Linked DNA regions of Zea mays: region 1 is linked to region 2. Evidence: chromatin contacts called from public Hi-C data. All regions are on one chromosome and are shown on one strand. The core of a region is the stretch at or near the end of the contact, and the rest is flanking DNA. Distances in the headings are between cores, read along the strand shown.

Region 1 (4,094 bases), core at 1,391-3,890, 450 kb before region 2:
ATGGTTTGGCGACGAGGGAATGCGATTGCGAACACACAGTCTGCATTATGAGTACGAGCTGCATGCTATATGTCCATCCAAATTCAAAAAAGTGTGACCAATGCATTGCTGTTCTTTTGAGCGTGAGAGAACTTTTGTTTTTTCAGTCCTCGCTTGGTTTGCACTGCAGCACTAGGTGAAGCTAAATCACTTTAATCATCAGACGGTGGTGAACGGGTGATTCGTGGGTGTGGGTTCCACTTCCACACAGAGCGTGTGATTCAAACAGAGAGGCGTGGTCTTCGGAAGAGTAAGATTTGCATGCTGATGTTTATTTTTCACATTACTTTCTTATTATAATACAATCCAAAGATCTCGCACTTTCTTCACACAAAAGAATCATGGCGAAATAATTGTGTGGGGTACGTATCGTAAAAGAACCGAGTCCTCTGAAAAGGTAACTGCAAAATCCCTCGGATGCTTCCCATTGAGCTAGCTCGCCATGAGTCATGACTGACCTACCAAGCATGCATGTAAAGAAGGATCGAAAGAAATGCTTTCGCTGGAGGTTAAAAACTGACACACAAGAACACGCACAAAAGGCTAACGAACCACACACAAATAGCCTAGCAGTACGAAAAAAACGTGCCGGACCACCTGTTACCGGCGGTGGCACAACCACCGGACCACGCGTGCGATAGCAACCAACAACTTTTCGCGCACACGAATTAAAGGCCGTGTGGGCTCGTGGCAACTGGTGTGGTGGGGTGGGTGCGGCCATGCATGCGGCACACGAAATCGGGCCCGCGGCGGGATCGGGGAATCCAACGCAGCGAGCAAGCCCGGAGCACGAGCGTCTCGGGACGCTCCCTGTCCCGAAGGCGCGTTTCACTCGATTCCCCAATTTCTTAGGTTAATCACAGTGTTCATTTCATAACACTCTTTCTAACACTGTTATATATTTAAGAATGTCATAAAACTAAGCATGAAACACTACCTTTTGATGTAAAATTTCAGTTCAGTATTTTATAAACTAACATACCAATTAAATGTTGTAACTAAACAACCAATAAAAATCAGTAAAATATACAAAGATAAAACAAATCATCCTCAACGTTGGTTTCACACGATTTTCAAGACCTTGAAAACGGGTTAATATGGTTTCATCCCATGAAACCAATTTTATCTCATAAAACTAATTTATCTTAAATATAATGTCATATTATCTAAAATAATGATGTAGCACACTATTAAATGGGCATGAAATCATCATGAAACTAACATTGTGAATAGCCTTAGTGCATCCACAATGGTTGTCTCAAATAGTTAGCTGACATGGAGCTGAGAGAAAAATAAAAATAATATTTATCTCAACACTAGTACTTGGTCACACACACAATACACTCAGTTTTTTAAATACCTGAAATCTTATATCTACTTGTCCATCGTTAGCTATTCTCATTTTTCTATATTTTCTACGTATAGTTAGTGAAATAGCTAGCCATTGTTACAGCTGGCGCCCGGAGCTATAGCTCACGTACCACGCGCCGGCCGCTCCTACGGTCGGTTACTGCTACTCCATTCTATGAGAGTCGTTTGAAAGCTAGTGCCGTGCGGACGCCGGCGCCGGCAGAGACGAGGGTTCCTAACTTTATTATTGTGCATTGCAAAAGGCCCAGGGTAATTCTTTGTTCTTATTTGGGTTGATTTGGTGACAAGGGAATTACGAGAGGATCGGAGGAGATTGAGAAGTAAATAAACTAATTTTTTCTTTAATTCCTTCCATCCTCCTGTAATCCCTAGTCATCAAATCAGTCCTAAACGAGTAACAATGTCCCCACTCTAAAGTAGGAGTAGATCACTCTGAGCTCTCGACTCCACCCGTCTCTCCCAACTCCCCAACCCCAAGCAAACGACGACTTGGCGTGTGATTGTTAGAAAATTCGAGACACTATTGCAGAGATCATGGCTTGCATGGTGGAGAAAGCACGGCCGAATGGCGAATGCGGCAGCCAGGAGCGGAGCAGGAAGAGCGGACGCTTGGCTTCGAAGCTCACCCTCCCAGCACATGGAGCGAAGCGCGATCGAGAACGAAGAGCGAAAAAAAGGGGATAAAAAAACAGAGCCATGTCCTGCGGTTACCTCTCTCACCGATGCCGGTCGTGTCGCCGCCCGCCACCCCTCCTCGCCCACCGCCACTTTCCGGCGGCCTCCACCTCCTCCTCCCGGCGCCGCTCGCCGCGACGCAGAGTCCAACCAGAGGTAGATTGGCTGCAATCAGGACGCGTGGACGCCGATCATCAATCAAACGACAACCATCCTGGGAACGCCGCTGCGCGCGTGGGCGTTGTTGCTCCTACTCGATCGCTGCATGATTGGGAGGAGGATCTGGGAATCATTTCATGAGCGCACTCACCGCGAGCACCACCGCCTCTTGTAGCCGCCCCCCGACAGAGTTCCTCCTCCTCTGGCGTCGCGTCGTGTAAGTCCCCAGCTAGCGAGTCGTTGAGGGATTTAAATTCCGGTGGACTTGGACAGGACACAGGAGTACAGGATCACAGGACGGCTGCTGCTTCGGAACGAGTTTTTGAATTCGAGGCGAAGCGAGCCGTCGGATCGAGGAGCGTGGGCCCCGTGGAACGGGCGCTGAGGACCGGAGCGTTTGAGGCGGCCTGCGAGGCGGTGCACGCACGACGCCACGTCGCATGAGATGATTTTGAAATGGTCGGGATGCCGGCTCGAAAGCCGCCAGCTTTCGCGGCCTGTTACTAGCTCAGCCTGCCCATTTTCTATGGGCCCATCCCGGCCCCGCATAAAGGGCACGCCAGGCCCAGACAGAAGAGTGAGTATGTTAGGCCGACTCGCTAGGCCCGCTAACCAATCGTCATTTCTATATTATTAAAGCGGAACGGAAACGGCTTCGATGCACCTATCCACGTCACTCTAAAAAAATGTGGTCGTCCGATCGTGGATCATCAGTTCATTTCTTCTCACCCGCGAGACTCTCGCGTGCACTCAAGGCCTCTGGAGACTTCTACCTCGTGCTCTCAGTTCTCATCCCTTGTGTTCTCTTCTGTTCACTACGCGTGCTCTCTCTCTCTCTCACGGCCTCACCCTCCCTGTATCCCACTCGGCGGCGATGGACGACAACCGATGTCTCCCTACACCTGGTGCCCAGGTATATCTGCCGACGACGAACACCTGTCAGGTATGCCCACCGATAACGAGCACCCCACCCCTATCTGTCGGCGACGAACACCTGCTAGGTACGCCCACCGATAACGAGCACCCCACCCGTAACTTAAGCTATTTGGTTATTTGCATTCAGATCTGGTCTAGTTACGAGTGTATGCGCATTTTTATGCGTGCTTGCTTCGATCTGCCCTTTACCGGTGCCGCCCGCCCCCTGGTCCATGGGTAAATTGAAATCGTCGTGAGGGAATTAAGGGCGTGGGCCTTGTAGATCTGGGTCGGCCCGCCGCTTGGATTGAGGCTGCACGCTAGACTGAGAGGATCGACGGAAGCGCGTTGCGATCTGCGGTGCCTCGTGGATCACGCTTGGATTCGACGAGGTTTGGCAGCTAGTTCCTTCGACAGGAGCATCTTCTCGTCCAGTTCGTGTGTTGAATCCGCTGTCGTAGCAATCTAGTAGGATTCACTCTGTAGCACGTCATTGGAAATGGCGGTGTGGCAGTCGACGGACTATTTTCTGCGGTTCTGCCACTGTATTTCAGAGTCCACAATGGTCGCTTTCAGTTTCAGTCCACTGGATGCATAAACCGTTTCCAGAATTCTGTTAAGGCCAGCTGTTGGAGTGCATCTCTTTGCACAATGAAAAGTAAGTCCATTTTGGTGTATGTGCGCTAGGTAGATAGCATGTGTGTGTGGCAGCGTGGGCTTCATATGCCAGTGATCCGGTCCGCAGTTTTCCTACAACCTTACCCAGAGAACGTGTGAGCTATGGCTGTTATTAGCTGCATGCCTCTTCAAACTATCTGTCGGTTCCATTGTCTGCTGGTGTAGCTTGACCCAGCACCAAAATTGCATCAGCACACTAGTCCCAGTGTGTCTGACCACTTTTCCGCTTTAGGAAACGTTAATAAGAATTACTGCAA
Region 2 (4,326 bases), core at 1,191-3,690:
CTAGTCCGTTAGATCATGATTCAACTGTAAATATAACCATGTTTTGTTATGGTTTCTTTATAAATCTATATGACCTGGTGGTGGAATAATTCATTGTGGTTGGATCATGGTCTAAAGGATTAGAACATTCGTTTGCACGTTTACATATAAATTATATATAAGGACTAGTTGTATAATAATTTTGGATTGTTTCCAATGTTATCTTCGGCCGTTGTCCTATCTTATATTATATCAGTCTAACTGCTCTCGAAACTGCGGACGGTGTGAAGGACGCGAACCTGCCCGCCTCGACCCGTTTCCAGTTCTTGGCCGCCCCTGCCGGGCCGCTTCTCGCTCAGCAGGGTGCGCAACTTCTTCCGCTCCTACGCCACGGAAATCTCTACTTCAGATTCATTATTCAGAGCTCAAGTGAATCGATAGCGTGCTCCGTGCTGTTCTTTTGCGTGCTCTGGGCGGTCACCTCTTCTCCTCTTCCTGCGTGAGTCTGGCTGAACGACTTTATAGAGCACCAGGTGATTCACACGCGGAATGGTTTCGGCAGTGAATTAGGAGAAGGGGGCGGCAAAGATTTCCACAACGGACGAAGCGAGAGGATAAGGAGTGTTGATAGATATTTGTTGGAGGATTGTTTTTTTTCCTATTTTTTCTTAATTTAAAATTGAAGATTTAGGACTATTAGGATTTGTTGGAGATGCTCTTATGTGCTAGAGCTGTTGCGCTACGAGCCTACGTTCCAACCAACATTTCGGTGGTTCTTGGTCTGTGTTCAATAGACTGACTACTCGACTACTCTATCACCCAGTCTATCCTACGGTTGGTACAGGACTACAGGTGCGGCTAAGCTTGCCGTCACCTTCGACTTTGATCTTAAAAAAAATTGGATTGGCGTCAAGTCCGACGAGATTCTGTTCCATTCCAGTTCCGGATGAGAGATGTGTTGAGCGAACCCGACGTTGGGCTGCCCCCCGGCCACATCCCACATGGCGAGAGTCGCGGAGTGCGCGCCACGCGCGCTCCGGTTCGGTGCCCTGATTGCGAGAGATCGGCGGGGAACCACGGGCCCGGATACCCCGCGCGGGTGGCAGCTGTCCCCGCAAGTCCGCAACAGCAAGTGCTCGCTCTCAGTCTGCCCCCCGCGTGGTCGTCCGATCGGGTGGACCGGAAAATCGGACGGTTGACGCCCGGCGGAGGCGGCAATGATTGGGCTCGCACCTGGGAGCTTTGACTGCCGGATTCGTCGCCTGTGCCCTGTGCCCAAATATTCCGTTTCCATCCCTTTTGTACATTGCACCCTGACTAGAGATGGCAATGGGTACCCGAAACCCGAAACCCGATGGGTTTTTATCCCATTAGGGTACGGGTTTGGACCAATTTTCATACCCGTGGGTTTGTTAATGGGCATAAATCTGTACCCAACGGGTTTATGGGTACGGGTTTGTTCCTATAGTACCTAAACTCGTGAACCCGTGGGTTTTTTAAACCCGACCAAACCTAGTGCATATTGTCATTTTATTTTATAAACGAACAAGAAACTTGTTATTCCTTATTTGCTTCATAATTTTTAACAATTGGTGAATGTATCAGTAATCGGTGAGAGTGTTGCTTGCTTGCTATTATAGTTTTTACTAGCGTTATATATGTGGTAGATGGATAACTTAGTGCAAGGTCACTTAATTATATAACTTATTATTTGTATTTCATTCTCTCTACTAATAATTTTTATACCAAATCATGAACTCGTTGTTTATTACATAGATTTTGGATCATGATATCATTAATCATTATGATACTTATTGATTATGAGAAGATAATTATATTGGAGATGAAACCCGCGGGTAACCCATGGGTACCCGTTAACCCGATGGGTACGGGTTTGGGCAAAATCTCAAACCCGTCACGGGTACGGGTTTTTTAATGGGCATAGATATTTTTCACGGGTACGGGTTTGGGACGGCAAAACCCAGTGGGTTTGTACCCGTTGCCATCTCTAACCCTGACGTCTTGAGTAACCTGCCAATGAGACCTTTGTCCGACTCTTTCAGAGTTTACACTCTCTTGAGTCTTGTTGAGTAAACTACCTGGTTTGAATAGTTGGGTGGAACCAAACACCATCCCATCGTGGTAATAAAGAACTGGGCAAAACACATACACCCAGCACCATTTTTGAAAAATAGAAGAAGTGTGCGTGCGATACACAAACCGCCCCCGAATCATTTGAAAACCAAGCCCGATTCGATGATAACAAAAGAAAGCCAAGGAGCCGGATGCAAAGGTCTCCCAGCTTTTGCCATTTTGGCGACCAGCTCCAACAACCGGAGAGGGGGAGAGAGAGAGAGCTCGAGTCACAAAGCTAAAAAAAGCACCGAGAAATCTAGTGGTGCAGCGAGCGAATCCGTCCGGCCGTCCCCTTCCTCCGCCACCCATCCCCAAAATTTTCACCGCACGTCGCCTCCCCGCGACGACGACGCCCGAAGCTTCCAGGGCCCTCCCCTCCCCCCCGCGGCCGCCCCTCCCTAGATCGCCGCCTCCGGCAGCGGCGAGGCTGCATCGCGAGGGCGGCGGAGGAGCCGGGCGACGGGGTCGACGAAGGCGGGGAAGACGAGGCTAGGGTTCGGGGTCGCTGCTGCTGGGCTGCGTCTGAGGGAGGAGGATGCATATGATGCGGCGGCTCAAGAGCATCGCCTCCGGCCGCTCGTCGGTCTCCGATCCGGTGAGAGCTCCATTTCCCCGGCCCATTCCCCACCGCCATTGGTGGCCCGGGCACACCCGCATTGGGTGTTCAATGACGCTATGCTAACGTCCGGGTTCATTTTCTTGGGCTTCGCTCGGTCGTTTCTTGCGGCAGCGTCTGTTCATTTCGTTTGCTTGCTTCGTCGTGGCTGCCTCCCCTTTATAGAAAGGCTAAAGCGTTGCACGGTCTGTTGCCTCATCAGGTGCCAAGCGCTTTATTTTGCTTTAGTCGATTTGGCATTCGGCTCCTTGCACTTTAATGGCGACATGTTGTTCGTTTTTGCTCAAGTATTTATTTCACCAGTTTGTCTAATAGGTGTGGTTTTGGCTGTAATGCGTTGGCAACTGAGCTTCATAGGACCATGAAGAAAATGGACAGTAGCCTATTAACTGAGAGTCTGAGACTTTACTGGTAAAGGATAATATCAGGTTCTAATCAGTCCATTGGTTCAAAAAATTTGTTCATTCGGGAAGGATTTTAACCTGTAGGTTAATCAGGAAATGTCTCCCGTTCACAAAAAAGAAGGACATGAGAAGTGGGGGTTGTTACATTGAAGAAACTCTGCCTTTTCTTCTTCAATAAATGCTAAGGAATTATGAAACAAATAACCATTTCTCGTTATCTATTGTTAGGGTGGTGACTCTGGCTCCAAAAGACCAAAGTTTGAGCAGGATGGAGCAGGAGATATTGTTATGGAGCCACACTTAACCGAGGATAAACCTGTGCGGATAGACCAAGAATCATCGTCAACATCTAATAGGGATGCTGAGGCAAGCACATCTACTAGCATGAAACCTGTTAAAACTGAAGAAGCAGGAGCAGATCTTCTTCCCAAAGAGATGAATATTATGACAATTAGCGACGATAAAGCTGATGGCCATAATGATAAGGTTATTTCAATCTCATTGATTCATTGATTGATGAGCACATACCATTTCTGCTTTTGGTAATCATGCCTTGTGTTCTCTGGCTACAGGAAGGTGAGGGTGTTACACTTGATGGGACTGGAACAGAGACAGGGCAGATAATTGTGACAACAATAGGAGGTCACAATGGGAAGCCAAAGCAGGTAATATACTAACCTGTATCTTGCTTGCATTGAATACCTATTGTTTTTTTTGCATTCATCTAAAAAGGCATTGAATACCAATGACAGTACATTACATTGAATATTCCTGCATGCTATGTAAACAGGGCTACTTGATTTTTATATATATTAAAAAAAAGTCCTCTGTGGATGACATTGCAGCAGCACTCTATATTTTTTTATATTGCTATTGGATTGGATATTCTTTATCTGATGGATGCAAAATTTTGCTCTTTAGATATTCCTTTGAATTTATTGTCCTACTATTTATTTAGAACATCATTTTGTGAAACTCGAACTGTAAATCACTAATATTGTTTCTAATGGTCATACAGAAGGTCTCATACATGGCAGAATTGGTTGTTGGTACTGGTTCGTTTGGTATTGTTTTCCAGGTACGCCATTTGCCATCTTTTGGCCTCATATAACACTTATTTCTAGAAATGGGAGTTCACAATGCTGTGGCCAAAATCATTGAACTTATCGTGTATAACAGGCGAAATGCTTG

Evidence for each region. Hi-C and Micro-C count contacts between places; a contact is called where the count stands out from the background.
Region 1: a contact with region 2 is called in a Hi-C map of bundle sheath, with 2.4 times the contacts expected there. The contact joins the promoter of LOC100272841 here to the promoter of LOC103637127 in region 2. A contact is called at or near these places in 4 of 25 Hi-C or Micro-C datasets (bundle sheath, ear, endosperm and 1 more).

Annotation. Positions count from the first base shown.
Region 1 is chr1:81,460,964-81,465,057 of Zm-B73-REFERENCE-NAM-5.0, reverse strand. It overlaps LOC100272841 (putative ARM repeat-containing protein), which reads right to left and starts at 2,640. Exons shown (of 3, transcript NM_001147294.1): 1 at 2,396-2,640; 2 at 2,122-2,250.
Region 2 is chr1:81,014,202-81,018,527 of Zm-B73-REFERENCE-NAM-5.0, reverse strand. LOC103637127 (shaggy-related protein kinase alpha-like) reads left to right here and starts at 2,440. Exons shown (of 13, transcript NM_001347078.1): 1 at 2,440-2,710; 2 at 3,364-3,621; 3 at 3,708-3,800; 4 at 4,154-4,213; 5 at 4,315-4,326. The coding sequence starts at 2,651.